Regions from separate parts of the Callithrix jacchus genome. Here region 2 is linked to region 1. Evidence: chromatin contacts called from public Hi-C data. All regions are on one chromosome and are shown on one strand. Each heading gives the region's core, a stretch centred on a gene start, on an enhancer-like site or on the middle of the called end of the contact. The rest is flanking DNA. Distances are from core to core; before and after follow the strand shown. Region 1 overlaps OLFM1 (olfactomedin 1). Region 2 has its middle 110 kb from the start of PPP1R26.

Region 1 (6,250 bases), core at 1,832-4,331:
TGGAATGGGAAACCTAGTGTTTTCTTGGGTCAGTCTTTGCCAAGCTGCTGGCAGGGAGGTTGTGGTGGTTCGTGGTTCATCACTGCTCTGGGCAAATAGGCTGCTGGAGCTGGGGCTGTTACAGTGAACACTTCATCTGTGAGTGTTAGGGAATGTCAGGGCAAGGCTTGGTGGTGCCAGCTACCCATGCATGACTTACGGGAAGGATATCCTGTTTCTGAAATACGTGCCCTCCGCAAGCCACCAGGCATTTGCTTTCCTGCCTTGCTCCTCGTCCAGCCGGTGGCCTCTAGTTGCCCCTCCCACCCACCCAGCAGATCAATTTGGCCAGATGACAAACTCTAGACATCCCTTGAATTGAACCTGAATTTTAAGAACGTAAAGGGTCCTGCCTCTTTGACTTCCTTTTAGCCTTGGGCCCCCTAATGGGAGACCTGTGCCTTTTTGTTCCCAGGGGCCCTTTCTCCCCTTTGGGTCAAACATGTCTTGGGGCCATTTCCTTCTGCCTTTTCCCTGGGACTGGATGTGGACAGTTTCCCCTGGTTGTTGGCTCTGATGCACAACCTCATGGTCTCCCTTTCTCTTCCTCCCCACCCCTGCCCTCTCCAGGTGCTGCCCACCAACCCTGAGGAGAGCTGGCAGGTGTACAGCTCTGCCCAGGACAGCGAGGGCAGGTGTATCTGCACAGTGGTTGCCCCACAGCAGACCATGTGTTCACGGGATGCCCGCACAAAACAGCTGAGGCAGCTATTGGAGAAGGTGAGTCTGCATGGAGTGTGTGTGTGTGTGTGTGTGTGTGTGTGTGTGTACATCCATGCCTGTGTGCTCACACCAGCACCAAGGCTTGACTAGCTTGCAGGCTCCATTTCGGCCCTTTCCTGGCTTGTCTCCACTCAAAGTGTTTATGAATGAATGAAAGAGTGGATAGACAGATGGATCAGTGGATGGATGGATGGGTGGATGCATGGGTGGGGATGGGTGGATGACTGAATTCGTGGATGGATGGACAAGTGGATTGAGACTTCCAAGGGTGGCCCAGGAAGAGAGTCTAGACCTGCCTCCCTTTCACTGCAGGCTCCACTGAGGAGTCTCATGGGTGTGGTGAGACAGGACACAAGGCTCGTCTCAGAGTGATGTCATATTTGTGTGCACAGGGCTGGGGCTGTCACCCAGCAGCTATTTTGGAGAGCACCCATGGGCCCAGGAATGCGTGACCATTTGGATTTTACCAGATGGGGTCTTTTTTCTGCCCTTGAATGGGTGGACCTGGCCATTGGCTGCTCAGGTGCTTATCACCATGAACGCCTTCCTGGGGTAAAGCAGGCAACGTTGCCACCTTCAGAACCCACATGGGAACAGCAGGGTGGAGTTTGCATAACACATTTCAAATCCATTATTTCACGTGATCTTCACAAGAACCATGTGAGGTTGGTGGGATTTTTCACTCCATTTCGAGAAGGCGAAATTGGGCTCTCCCTAGAGGTGGACTTTCTTGTCCCAAGCCAGACAGCTGTTAGTAGGGAAGTGGGCACTGAGACCCACGTGGCTGAGCTCATCACCTGCTTCAGTCTCCTCCACTCCCCACGTTAGTCAGGGTGCCTTCTCCCAACAGGCACAGCCCACCTGCCTTTTGGCACATTCTTCCCAAGGACCCAGTATTCTGTGGTTAACCTAGGTTCTGGGGGCCCCCGGGAGAGTTACCAAGGGAACAAGGAGAAATGGTGGGCCCTTCTGTTCCACCCATTGATACCTCAGAAGAAAGGGGCATTTGCGTGTGGCACCTACGGGGCAGGGAACCTTCCCACCCTGAGGGAGTGGGGTCACACCACACACACACACACCCCACACATATACCACGCGTGCACAAATGCGCACACACGCATGCGCGCACACACACACACACACACACACACACACCAGTAACTACAGGTTGGCCTTGCACTTTCTGGAGTGGGCATTAGCTCAGGAGTATGAAAGGAGGCCTGTGGGGGTGTGGGGCCCTGTGACTCGGGGGTGGCTCTGTTCTAGGGGGACAGATGCTGCTGTTACTGCCCACCTCATTGGAGAAGGTGGGAGCAGCCTGAGGAGAGGACAGCATTGCCCTGACTCAGGTCAGCATTCCTGGTGCTGAAGCACAAACCCTCCAGGAAGCTCTGGACAGAGCAGGTTCCCTTTCTTGGAGAGGGAGAGAGGGGGCTAGAGATTCCAAGCACCCGTTCAGCTCTGACAGGCGCTGAAGGCTTGGAGTCACTGCCTGCTCCTGTCTGTGCCCCTGTCCCTGTCTGGAATGGATGGCCATGGGACGCTCGTTTCTTGGGCAAGAAGGGTGCATTGTGGTGCCCAGGGAAGCTGGCCTAGTTTGTAAAGCACGCTCCCCTTGAAGGAATAGAATGTTTTTTTTTTTTTCTCTTTAGCCACCTGAGCAGATCCTTTTAAAAGAATTAAAGTAAGATCCATGTAACAGATTCCACAAACATTTATTAACAACAAACTGGACCAAAGCCTAACTGAGCCTTTCATTATTCACAACCGGAGAGGAGGGAGGCGGCAGTTGGAGGGGCCTCTGGGCTGTGGGGGCCGGGCAGAGTCAGGTGGGGAGAACAGAACCCTGAGCCCAGGGAGGAGGCATTTGCGGGGAGAGCAGAGAGTTGGAAAATGGATTCCAGAATGCTCCATGAGCCCCTGGGACTGCAGGCTCTGGAACGTTCCTTCCTGCCTGTGCGTGCCACAGCATTACTGCTTAAAAATTTAAAGCCCCATTTGATACCATAGCGGACACTCTATTTTCAGAGGGCATGAGCCAGTCGCTGTGAAAGAGAAAGAGGGCCCTCGCTCCTTAATGCACTGTGCATTTTAGCAGGAGGCTCCCTCCCCAGCTCCCCCGCACACCCTGGTCTGTGTGCTATTTCCTTTCTTTCCTCTTTCTTTTTTCTTCTCTTGCCTTCTCTTCGTGGGCAGAAGCAGGACAGGACGCTCCAGAAACCGAAGCCCATGTGCCCTGTGGGTGGGGCTGGGTCACAGCTGGGCGTATTCCAGCTAGGTCGGTGTTTCTGCGGCCTGGCTTCACCTTTAACCCACCTGGGAGGCTGCGAGGTGCTGAGTCCTAGGCCCCACCCCCAGAGTCTGATTTCTGTTGCCCTTGAGTCCCTGTGGGGATCCTGGGCACTAGTGCCTTGGAGACCTCACCAGGCAGTGCCATGAAGCTAGGGTGGAGCACTGTGGGGACAGACCTGAGGCTCAGGCTCCATTCTCTTTGAAGCAGCACTGGGCTCTGGGTTTGAGGGTGTAGGTTTTGGAGCCAGTCCAGCTTGAACTGGCAGGCCTGGCTGTGTGACAGTAAGCAAGTTGCTTAACTTCTCTGAGCCTTGGCTTCCCTATGTGTAAAATGGGACTCAAAATAGTATTTAGCTCCCAGGGTTTTGTAAAGATCAAATGAGATGAATAACACCACAGCAGGCTCAGCGCAGTGCCTGGAACACGGGAGAGGGTGGGTAATTATTAGCAGTTCGTTACCCCGAGGCCAGGTGTGTCTTTGCATGTTGCTGGCCCCCCTCCCGCTTCTTAATGCTGGCTGCCGACCTGCGTGGGGCATGGGGTAGACTGTGTCATCCTGTATCTGTGACACTGACCGTGCCAGTTGGCTTCTCAGTGACGTCCTGCAGGCAGGAAAATGAAGGTGCTCAGAGGAAGGGCTGTGCCGGGAGGAGGGGCCTCCCCAGGGCGGGGAGATGGGCCTGTGATTGCAACCCTGGAGGCGAACCGTGTGCCTGGGCCTTGTCAGCGGCCAGAAAGGAAAATGCAGTCACGGTTAGAAGAACTATAGGAGAGTAACTGTTTTGTTTCAAGGCAGCGGAATAGCTTGGTATCTTTAAAATTTTTCAGATCTGAAGTCTGATCTTTGAAATCTGTTAAAAGCATGGCTTCTCTGGGGATGGAAAAGCCTGTGGTGCTGTGTGTGGTCTCCTGACCCAGGCCAGCCCGAGCTCAGCAGCTCCTCCTGGCACTTGTGGGCCTTCACTTCTGGGGATCCTGCCAGGAGGGGAATGGGGAGAGGGGTCTGCGCTGGCACTGTCATTTGTATTGTTCAGCCGTGTGGCCACGGGGGCCACTCTAGTGCACTAGATTTACTGGACTTCGTGCAGGGGTTACAGATGTGCATGAGACCCAGTGTCACTCCCTCCCTGAGTGTCCTGTCCACAGGCTGTGGGGGGTCGGGGGGCAGCTTCATGGCTCACTCCTGGGCAGACATTGTGCCAACAAGATGACGTTGTTTCCAAATAGTTTTAACTCAGTTCATCAGGGAAGCCTCCCTGGAGGAGGTGGCATTTGGGCTGGGCCTTGAAGGATGATAAAATGAAACTTTGTATCTTTTCTTGAAAGAGGTGCTATAGCTATTGAAAGTGACAGAGCAAGAGGAGCAAGGGAATCAGGCAGGTGGTGGAAGAAGAATGCTCCCATTTCCCAGAGAGGAGAAGGGGTGAGAGGGATCTACAGTGCCACTGTGTGCTTTACGAACTTGAAATTGCGGGATGGGTTTGTGTTACTTTCTAATAACGGGATGTGAAAGCCCTTGCACTTCTGGGTGCTGAGATTGACAGTAGTGGTTTTCCCCCGACTGAGGAGGCTTGGCTTGCTCTTTTGTATTTTACTTCACTGTATTTGCCCTGGTGGAGGACGTATAGTAAGAAGTAGAAACTGTCCTCTTTTCACACTGACCAGGCAAAGCTAAGCCTCGTCCCCAAATGGTTTTTTTCCTAGAAGGGAGAGTATTTTCAAATTTAGCAAAAAAAAAAAAAAAAAATCAGGAGTGAAGATTTGCCGTCATGGAGGTAACTTCTTCCCTAGTAATTGCATTAGATTCTGAGAAAATGGCCCAGACGCCACTGCGGCAATCCTCTGGTTCCTTCCACCTCCCCGCAGCCCCGAATGCATTTGCACAGAAGCACAAGCCAGTTCCCTGCAAATAAAATGCACTGGCAGGTGGCTGCACTGAAACTGTTTTTCTTTTAAGCTCCCTGGAATCCTGTTGAATATTAAAGTTCCATCTTGAGGCTAGACTCAATTCAGATCTGCCTGTAAAGATGTAAAACAGCTATTCTTCATTTGCTGGGTGATTGATTCCTGACTCTATGCTCAGAATGTACATGTTTGCAGAGCAGTCATCTACCTGTGATACTGTGGGCTGTGATGGATGGCGCAGGAGATGGGGGGAAAAGCTTGATGCAGAGTCAGGGAGAGCGGCTCCCTCGTTCCTTCACTCTGCACTTAAGTAATCAACCTCATCAGCAAGGCACTCAATGAGATTTAGGAGGAAGGAGAATTTATATCTGGGGCGGGGCAGCCTGAGCAAGCCCTTCCTCTCTGTCGGTATTTATGCTTGCCTAACTGATTCGGTCCTGCAACATAAAGAGAATAGAAACAGGCTTCGCCCACCACTAAAAAAAGAGAGCTCCAGAGAACTCGCCCAGTCCTGTGCCTGGGGCAACAGCCAGGGAGGAACTTGAGTTTCCTGAACCCCTCATTCGCATCCCTGTTGATAAGAACCCGTTGGCAGAGGAAATGTTTACCCAATCCGTTTGCTGTGTTTGGGGAGTTCTGGGTCCTCACAGTCCCCGGTACTGGCGATTGCCTCGTGAATAATGCATGGGCCCCTTCTGGTCCCTGTGTGCCAGCTGTGTGGGAAAGGGCAGCGTCAGTGCGAGCAGGCAGAGAAGATTGTCTGGCACCTACTGCAGCTTTCGCTGAACCTGCTGCCCTTTTGACAGGTGCAGAACATGTCTCAATCCATAGAGGTCTTGGACAGGAGGACCCAGAGAGACTTGCAGTACGTGGAGAAGATGGAGAACCAAATGAAAGGACTGGAGTCCAAGTTCAAACAGGTGGAGGAGAGTCATAAGCAACACCTGGCCAGGCAGTTCAAGGTATGTGTGCTCCTCCCTTTCCCTCCCTCCTCCTCCTCTTCCTCTAGCTCCTCCTTCCCCTCCCTTCTCTCCTTCTCCTCTTCCTTCTCCTCCTCCTCTGCCTTCTCCTTCCCCTCCCTTCTCCTCCTCTTCCTCCTCCTCCTCCTTCCCCTCCCCCTCTCCTCCTCCTCCTTTCCCTCCCTCCCCTCCTCTTCCTCCTTCCCCTCCCTCCTCTCCTCCTCCTCCTTCCCCTCCCTCCTCTCCTCCTCCTCCTTCCCATTCCTCCTCTCCTTCTCTTTCTCGTCCTTCCTCCTTCTCTTTTTACTCCTTCCTCATCTTCCTTCTCTTCC
Region 2 (6,250 bases), core at 1,719-4,218, 250 kb after region 1:
CAGCACTCCGGCGAAGCGAAAGATGGAATCAACCACCAGCAGCTGAGCGGCAGGTGTGTGGTCAGCCCGCCTGGCATCCCAGCAGAGGGACCACGGGGTTCTCGAAGTCTTCCCCTTGCCCAGGCCTTCCCATGAGCAATTTCAGATGACACCTTTGACATCACGTCTCAGATGACATGGCCTCCCGGGAGAACGCAGTGTGCAGGCTCCACAGCTGTGCGGGGGAGCCCAGCCCCTGCACCGACCCCAGTGTAGGGAGCCCTTGGTCCACATCCAACCACCCCACCTCCAGGCAGCTCCAGGGACCACCCCTGATGTCCACAGACTTTGTGTGTAATGGGTGAGTCCGGAGACTTCCATGAGCACAGCCTGTCGGCCACAGCGTTGTTCATGAAAGGAAAACACCCTTCCCTTCCACCACAGGAGAACGGGCATGGGGACAACGGCTCAGGCTTACAACAGACATGCACGACGCTGCTGCGGAAGCTCGTGCCCCTGCGGACAGGACGGGCGTGCACTGGGCACGGGAAAGTGGGAGGCAGGGGCAAGGGCAAGCCTCGCTTTTGTGAAGATGTGCATTTAAGTTTGCAGGGCGCACGGAAGAGTCTGGAAGGCTCTATGCCACACCTGACGGGAGATTATTTCTGGGCGGTGAGATTAGAGATAACTTTCCTCTTTTTTATCTTATTTTTTTTTTCTTTTGGATTGCAGGGGCTGGGCTGGCAGGGAGCTCTCCCACACATTTTCCGCCCTGAGCCTCACCAAGATGGGGACAGCATGTCCATCACACCGCAGTCAGAGCAGAGGCTCCAGGAGGCCAGTGTTGTGGCAGATCACAGGCTGTCAGAATCAGCACTTAGGTCGGCCCAGGAGCCTGGTCTGTCCCCCATCAGGGCTCTGTGGACACTGAAGAGACCACGAGCGCCCCCCAGGGAGCTGAAGCCAAGAATGGTGCCGTAAGGTTGGACGCTCTGTTCCCCGACTTGCTTGCTGGGAGTGGAGGGTCAGCCAGACCTGAAGCCACCAACCTCTGTCTCATCTTGGCACCACCTGCTCTTCGTGCATCCTGGCAGGCCCGGGGTGGGCCCAATCTTCACCTCCATCCCATGGTCCTGACAGGTTCACCCACATGAGCAAGGCTACATGAGGCACAGGAGAGGGGACACCTCGCCAGGACCTCCCCAGGCACACAAGTTCTGGCCTTGAACCGCCCCCTCCTGACAGGAAGAAGGCTGGACCACCTCACTCCCGGCTTCTGGGGTCTTCCCGGGTGACAGCCGGCTACCAAGTACACTTCTGGGAGAGACAAGTAGCTCCTTTGCCCAGAAAATAAAGGGCTTAGAAGGGCAAATTAATTCTGGGGCTGCTTAAAGAGAAATAACCGCTTCCGCCCAGGATTTTAATTACAGAGCTCTGCAAGAGCTGTGAACTCTGTTTTTCTTCATTATTTCTGGAGCGAGCTCTCCTCCTTCTCCCCCACAACTTCCCCGCACCACGTCCCTGTTTGCCCCTCGACCTTCTCTTGTGTTTTCCAACCCAGTGACTCAAAGCAAACCAGAGCTGCTGCTGGATGCTTTCAGGAGCTGGATTTTAACATTCTATTAAAATTTCAATGGATATCGTGTGAGTTGGGGAATTTCCTATCTGCAGAAACCTTTGCCTTCATTCTAGTTAAGAAAATAAAAAACAAAAAGGCTGTTCCCTATGGCTCTGTAATCCAAACACTATAAATTCTAAGGATCAAAGGGAGCCCGGCCCCCGTTGAGACCCTGTTTCCCTGGCGTGGCTGGCAGTCAGGCCTCTAATTACGTTTCCTGTTTGCAACTGGCAAATAAAATATTTAGGCAGCCCAGGCTGAGTGTTCCAGGCCCGGCCAGGCCCGCAGCTGCACTGCCCCAAACTGGAAGGCGCACAGACAAAAATTGTAAACGAAACAAATGCCAGACAAGTGCGGGCGCGGTGCGCGTTGTTTTAAAAATTCATAACACTGGCCTCGGATGCAATTTACTTTGGTTAACGAGCAAAGCACCTAAGTAACTTACTGAAGAGATTCGATTGAAGCATGATTTTTCAAGAAATGTCACTGAATGGCTTTCCGCCGCGTGTGGTGTGGCTCAGCAGGCCCCCGGAATGGGGTGTCTCCCAGGTCCCATCAGAACCTAACAAATGACAAAGTGGCCAGCTGTAGCTGCATAGGGACAGCACTGGACGGGGCGTCCGCACTGCTGCTGACAGATGGGCAGGCCCAGTAAACAACTCGCCTCGGTTTCTCCATCTGTGACTCGGGAGTCATCAGCAGGGAGCTCTTTCGGGGCTGTGGGGAGCTTGCTGCGCCCATGTGGCATTGCCGTCAGGCATGGTGCCCTGCCCCTCCAGGGTTCCCTGGGCACACAGGATCTCCTTCCATCCTGACTGCCCCAAGAAAGGGAAAGGGTGCTTTGCACAGACGCCAAATCCACAGTCCAAGTGCAGCGCAGTTTTGCTGAGATTCTGGAAATTCCTTTCGATTTTGCAAAAAGAGGAGCCAAGTATCAGCACCAGAGGGATGGCATGGGCCCCAGGCACCCACCCCGCTGAGCCGAGGCGAACGGCCTCAGGCTGTCTGCAAACCGTAGCTGGTTGGCTCTGCGGCCCTGTTTGTCAGAGGAGGAGGCCATTCGCAGAAGACAGGGCTCCATAGGAGACACGCTGTCTGCGCTTAGTGGGGAGAGGCTGTCGCTCCAGTCTCCAGCGGAGGTCTGTTTGTGCAGGAATCCATCAGCAGAGAGGCTTTTATGGAACCTCATTTGGGATAGAAGAACTCATTTGCTACGGAAGGATCTAGAAAGTGGCTGCTGGTGTGGTGGCAGGTGTGTGGGGTAGGGAATGTGGCAAGAGGTCTAGGGATGCAGGCAGGATGGCCACTTATGAGTGGGCAGGCACCCACAGCTGGCCCATGGTGCCCAAGCAAGGACACCAAGGCCACAGTGAGTGGAAGGGACCAGGCGGGAGACCCAGCTGAGGACAGCAGGGGCTGAGGTACACAGGCTCAGCCCTGCTTCCCCTGTGGTCCCTCACAAAGCCCCTTCCTCTGTCCCAACCCCTCCCCACAGGCCCTTCTCGGTGCACTGGCCAGCCAAGGCTCAGAGGGCTCTGGGGCAGGTGTGTGGGTGGCAAGGCCCACCCAGAGTCCAGGTGCACCTGCAGGGCAGGCCCGAGCTGCTCACCTTCCCACTTTCCTCCACCTCAGAGCAGCCAGGGTTCCCAGGTAGGGCACCACAGCAGTCTCTATTTACCCCTCTGGAAAATGGGAAGAACGTTCTCCCCAGGCAGGGCTGTCTCATGGCTCAGTCAGACACTCTCCAAGCTGGTGCTCTGAAGCCACAGCTGTCCCTGCGTCCTCACCACTAATACTGTCCTCTTTCCTGCCACAGACGGGGGCTCAGCACCCAGGACAAGAGCTCCACACTTTTGCAGCATCCCCTCGGGAGCGCTCATTCCATAGAAGGTGGGGGCCTGGTGCCCAATGGGGCTGAGCATGGCATGCAGCTCCCCGTGTCCCAGGGATGTGAGAGTGCACTGGGGGACAGCAGCCCCTAGAGGGGAGCCCCCAGCCTTTGTGCGAATCAGGAAGGGGATTGTTCTCCAGCACCAGGGAGCCCAGTTGGCAAGCATGGGTGGCTGGACCCTGGCTCCCTCATTGGCACCTGCGGGGCTACACAGTGACCTTCATGGGCCCCAGACACCATCCCCCCTGTACCTGATGGCTCCATCACCTTGCACAGGCTTGGCTCTCAAGGTGACCTTCGAGGGCTGCTACAAGGACTGCACTGCCCGGGAGCCTGGCACAAGCAACAGGAACAACCCCAATCACTGCCAGGTTCAAAAACGCCTGAGCCACGGGGCCTGGGCATACGGGTGAGCAGGCTGATCTCATCCAGAAACCTTGTCCACATGCACATCCCGGGAACCCTCCTTCAGAGATGGCCGAGGCCTGTCGCCCCAGAAGTCACTGTGTCCAGCTCCCACCTATCCTGCCCCTCAGCCCTCCCTCGGAACCACCTGTCAGCTGGGAACCAACCACCTGGGAACCACCTGCAGCTGCCCCAGCCTGGCTTTGCATTGTCACCCGGGAATGACCCTGGGAGGGCTTGCTGGGTCCAGGCACCAGTGGTCACCTCTGTCCCCAAGGAAGGCCCTGCCAAAGGACCCGGCACCAGGCGCTCCACGTTTGGGCCAGGACTCGTTGATTGCTCGACAGATTGCAGGCTCACAGCGACACATTCCCCTCCTCCAGAGCTGCCACTGCTGGGCCTCCTGCACCTCAGCATTCCCGGATGTCAGCACAGAGAGGCTGGGCTCCAGTATCCCTGGAGGCCAGTGCCACCCTCCGCCAGGTCCCACTGAGCGTCACGGAGCCAGCTCCGTGACGTGCCCACCTCAGCTCTGCACGTCCAGCTGGGGCTGAGTAGAAGTTCAGGCATGGAAGCCTGAATGGCAGCCTGGGCTCAGAGCCAGGCCGGTGGCTTCTGTCAGCCTGTGTCTCCTCCCCTGTGGGATGGGGACTCCATGGCACCCCCATGATGGACAGGATGCCATGGGCTTCATGTCCTTCCCACGGCCGCTGCCAGAGGCACGTGACCAGCACACAAGTGTGGACCAACATCACTTTGCAGCCTACATCACACCTACGGGGAGGGCCGTCTGCCCCATGGTCTCACCACACCTGAGAGGAAACAGAGGCACTCATTTTACAGATAGTAAATGGAGGCTCAGAGCAGTCACGGGTTGAGGCTGAGACCTGGGCAGGTGTTTGTTATCCTGGAGTTCAGCGCATACACAGGGCCGGGGACCAGGGGGCTAGACAGAGCTGCCTCCCACCCCTGCTCACCCCCAGATGCACACACAGAACCCCCACATATGCACAGGAGCACACACTCACAGGAGTGTTTGCAGGTGTGCACGTGCATGCATGTGCATGCACACACACACTTGCACAGAATGCACAAGGCACAGGTGTGAGCACACACACACGTTCACACACGCATGCACACACACACCTGTATGCATATCTCCTGGCTCCACACGGGGGAGGGGGCATTTCCCCCGGCAGGCTGTGAACCCAGCAATGAGGGGATCTCACACCCTCCAGGGAGGGGACTCGTCCCCCTCAATGTGATGCTGCCCTGGTCTCCGGAGACCCACCTTTGAACTCCCTCAGGCCTTCCTGGGCTGGGGACAGGCCGGCCACGGGCGTGACGCAGCGCCATCTAGCGGACGGCGGGTTGCAGTGTGGACGGGACGGCTGGTCACCCAGTCCTGGGCTGGCGGCTGAGGGCACAGCCTCACAGGGCAAGAGGGTACACGACACCTGCATCTTTCTGGTATAAGAACCTGAAGAAAACCACAGGAATCTATGGCTGTGTTCTGTGAAGCCACAGAAAGCTCTGTTCACCTGGCAGCTCCTGAAAGTTTAAGAGAGCCACTGCCCGGAGGGGGCTAATTGTTTTCTTCCATCTTTAAAGATCTTTTAAAACGTCTGGAGACACCCTGGGGTCCAGTGCTGGGCGGATGACACAGATTTCCATCCATTTGGGCTCCTGCCGCACCCTCAGCCCCAGCCCCAGCTCCAGCCTCAGCCCCAGCCCCAGGCCCAGCCCCAGCCCCAGGCCCATCCTCAGCCCCAGCCCCAGCCCCAGCCCAGCCTCAGCCCCAGCCCCAGGCCCAGGCCCAGCCCCAGCCCCAGCCCCAGCCCTAGCTTGGCTCCCTGGTCGTCTCAGGCACAGGTGAACTTGGAGGCCCGCTGCTGGTGCAGACCCGGCTCTCAAGTGAGCCGCTTTGCTGGGTAGGAATGAACTGAGACACTGCAGGGCATCCCCTAGCCCCACTTCAAGCTCTAATTCCACAGTTGTTTTGCAAAGAAAATAATGTTCCCCTGAGGACTGGCTGGATAGTCTGCTCTCAGCCAGGGTGGCTGCAGGGCTGTAGGCAGCTGGTGTCTCTGGACAGGACAGCTTCACCCCAAAACCCCAGGCCTGCAATTCCAGGACCCCTCTCTCACCACAGTGACCACCAGGCGGCAGGCCAGGGGCAGAGGGGCCTCTCCCCCACCCAGCTCCCAGGGAGATGGGCCACCCCCCACCCTCCAGGCCTTCATCCCTACTGTAAGTGGACGCCTGCCTTTTGGATAACATAGCAGGGATCTCACATTCATGCCACACAGCAATCCATGGGGACCTCAGAGATACACGGGGAGGGCAAAAAAGGCCCG

Evidence for each region. Hi-C and Micro-C count contacts between places; a contact is called where the count stands out from the background.
Region 2: a Hi-C map of induced pluripotent stem cells shows a contact between it and region 1, with 4 times the contacts expected there. The contact joins two enhancer-like sites. A contact is called at or near these places in 3 of 3 Hi-C or Micro-C datasets (induced pluripotent stem cells and skeletal muscle).

What each region holds. Positions count from the first base shown.
Region 1 is chr1:183,620,445-183,626,694 of calJac240_pri, forward strand. It overlaps OLFM1 (olfactomedin 1), which reads left to right. Exons shown (of 6, transcript XM_078350737.1): 2 at 610-759; 3 at 5,766-5,921. Among named protein-coding and RNA genes, the nearest start is that of OLFM1, 17 kb to the left of the region's middle. Within about 2 kb of position 3,082, at least 3 of the 16 cell types and tissues checked have an H3K27ac peak or open chromatin away from gene starts, as enhancers often do.
Region 2 is chr1:183,872,658-183,878,907 of calJac240_pri, forward strand. No RefSeq gene overlaps it. Among named protein-coding and RNA genes, the nearest start is that of PPP1R26, 110 kb to the right of the region's middle. Within about 2 kb of position 2,969, at least 2 of the 16 cell types and tissues checked have an H3K27ac peak or open chromatin away from gene starts, as enhancers often do.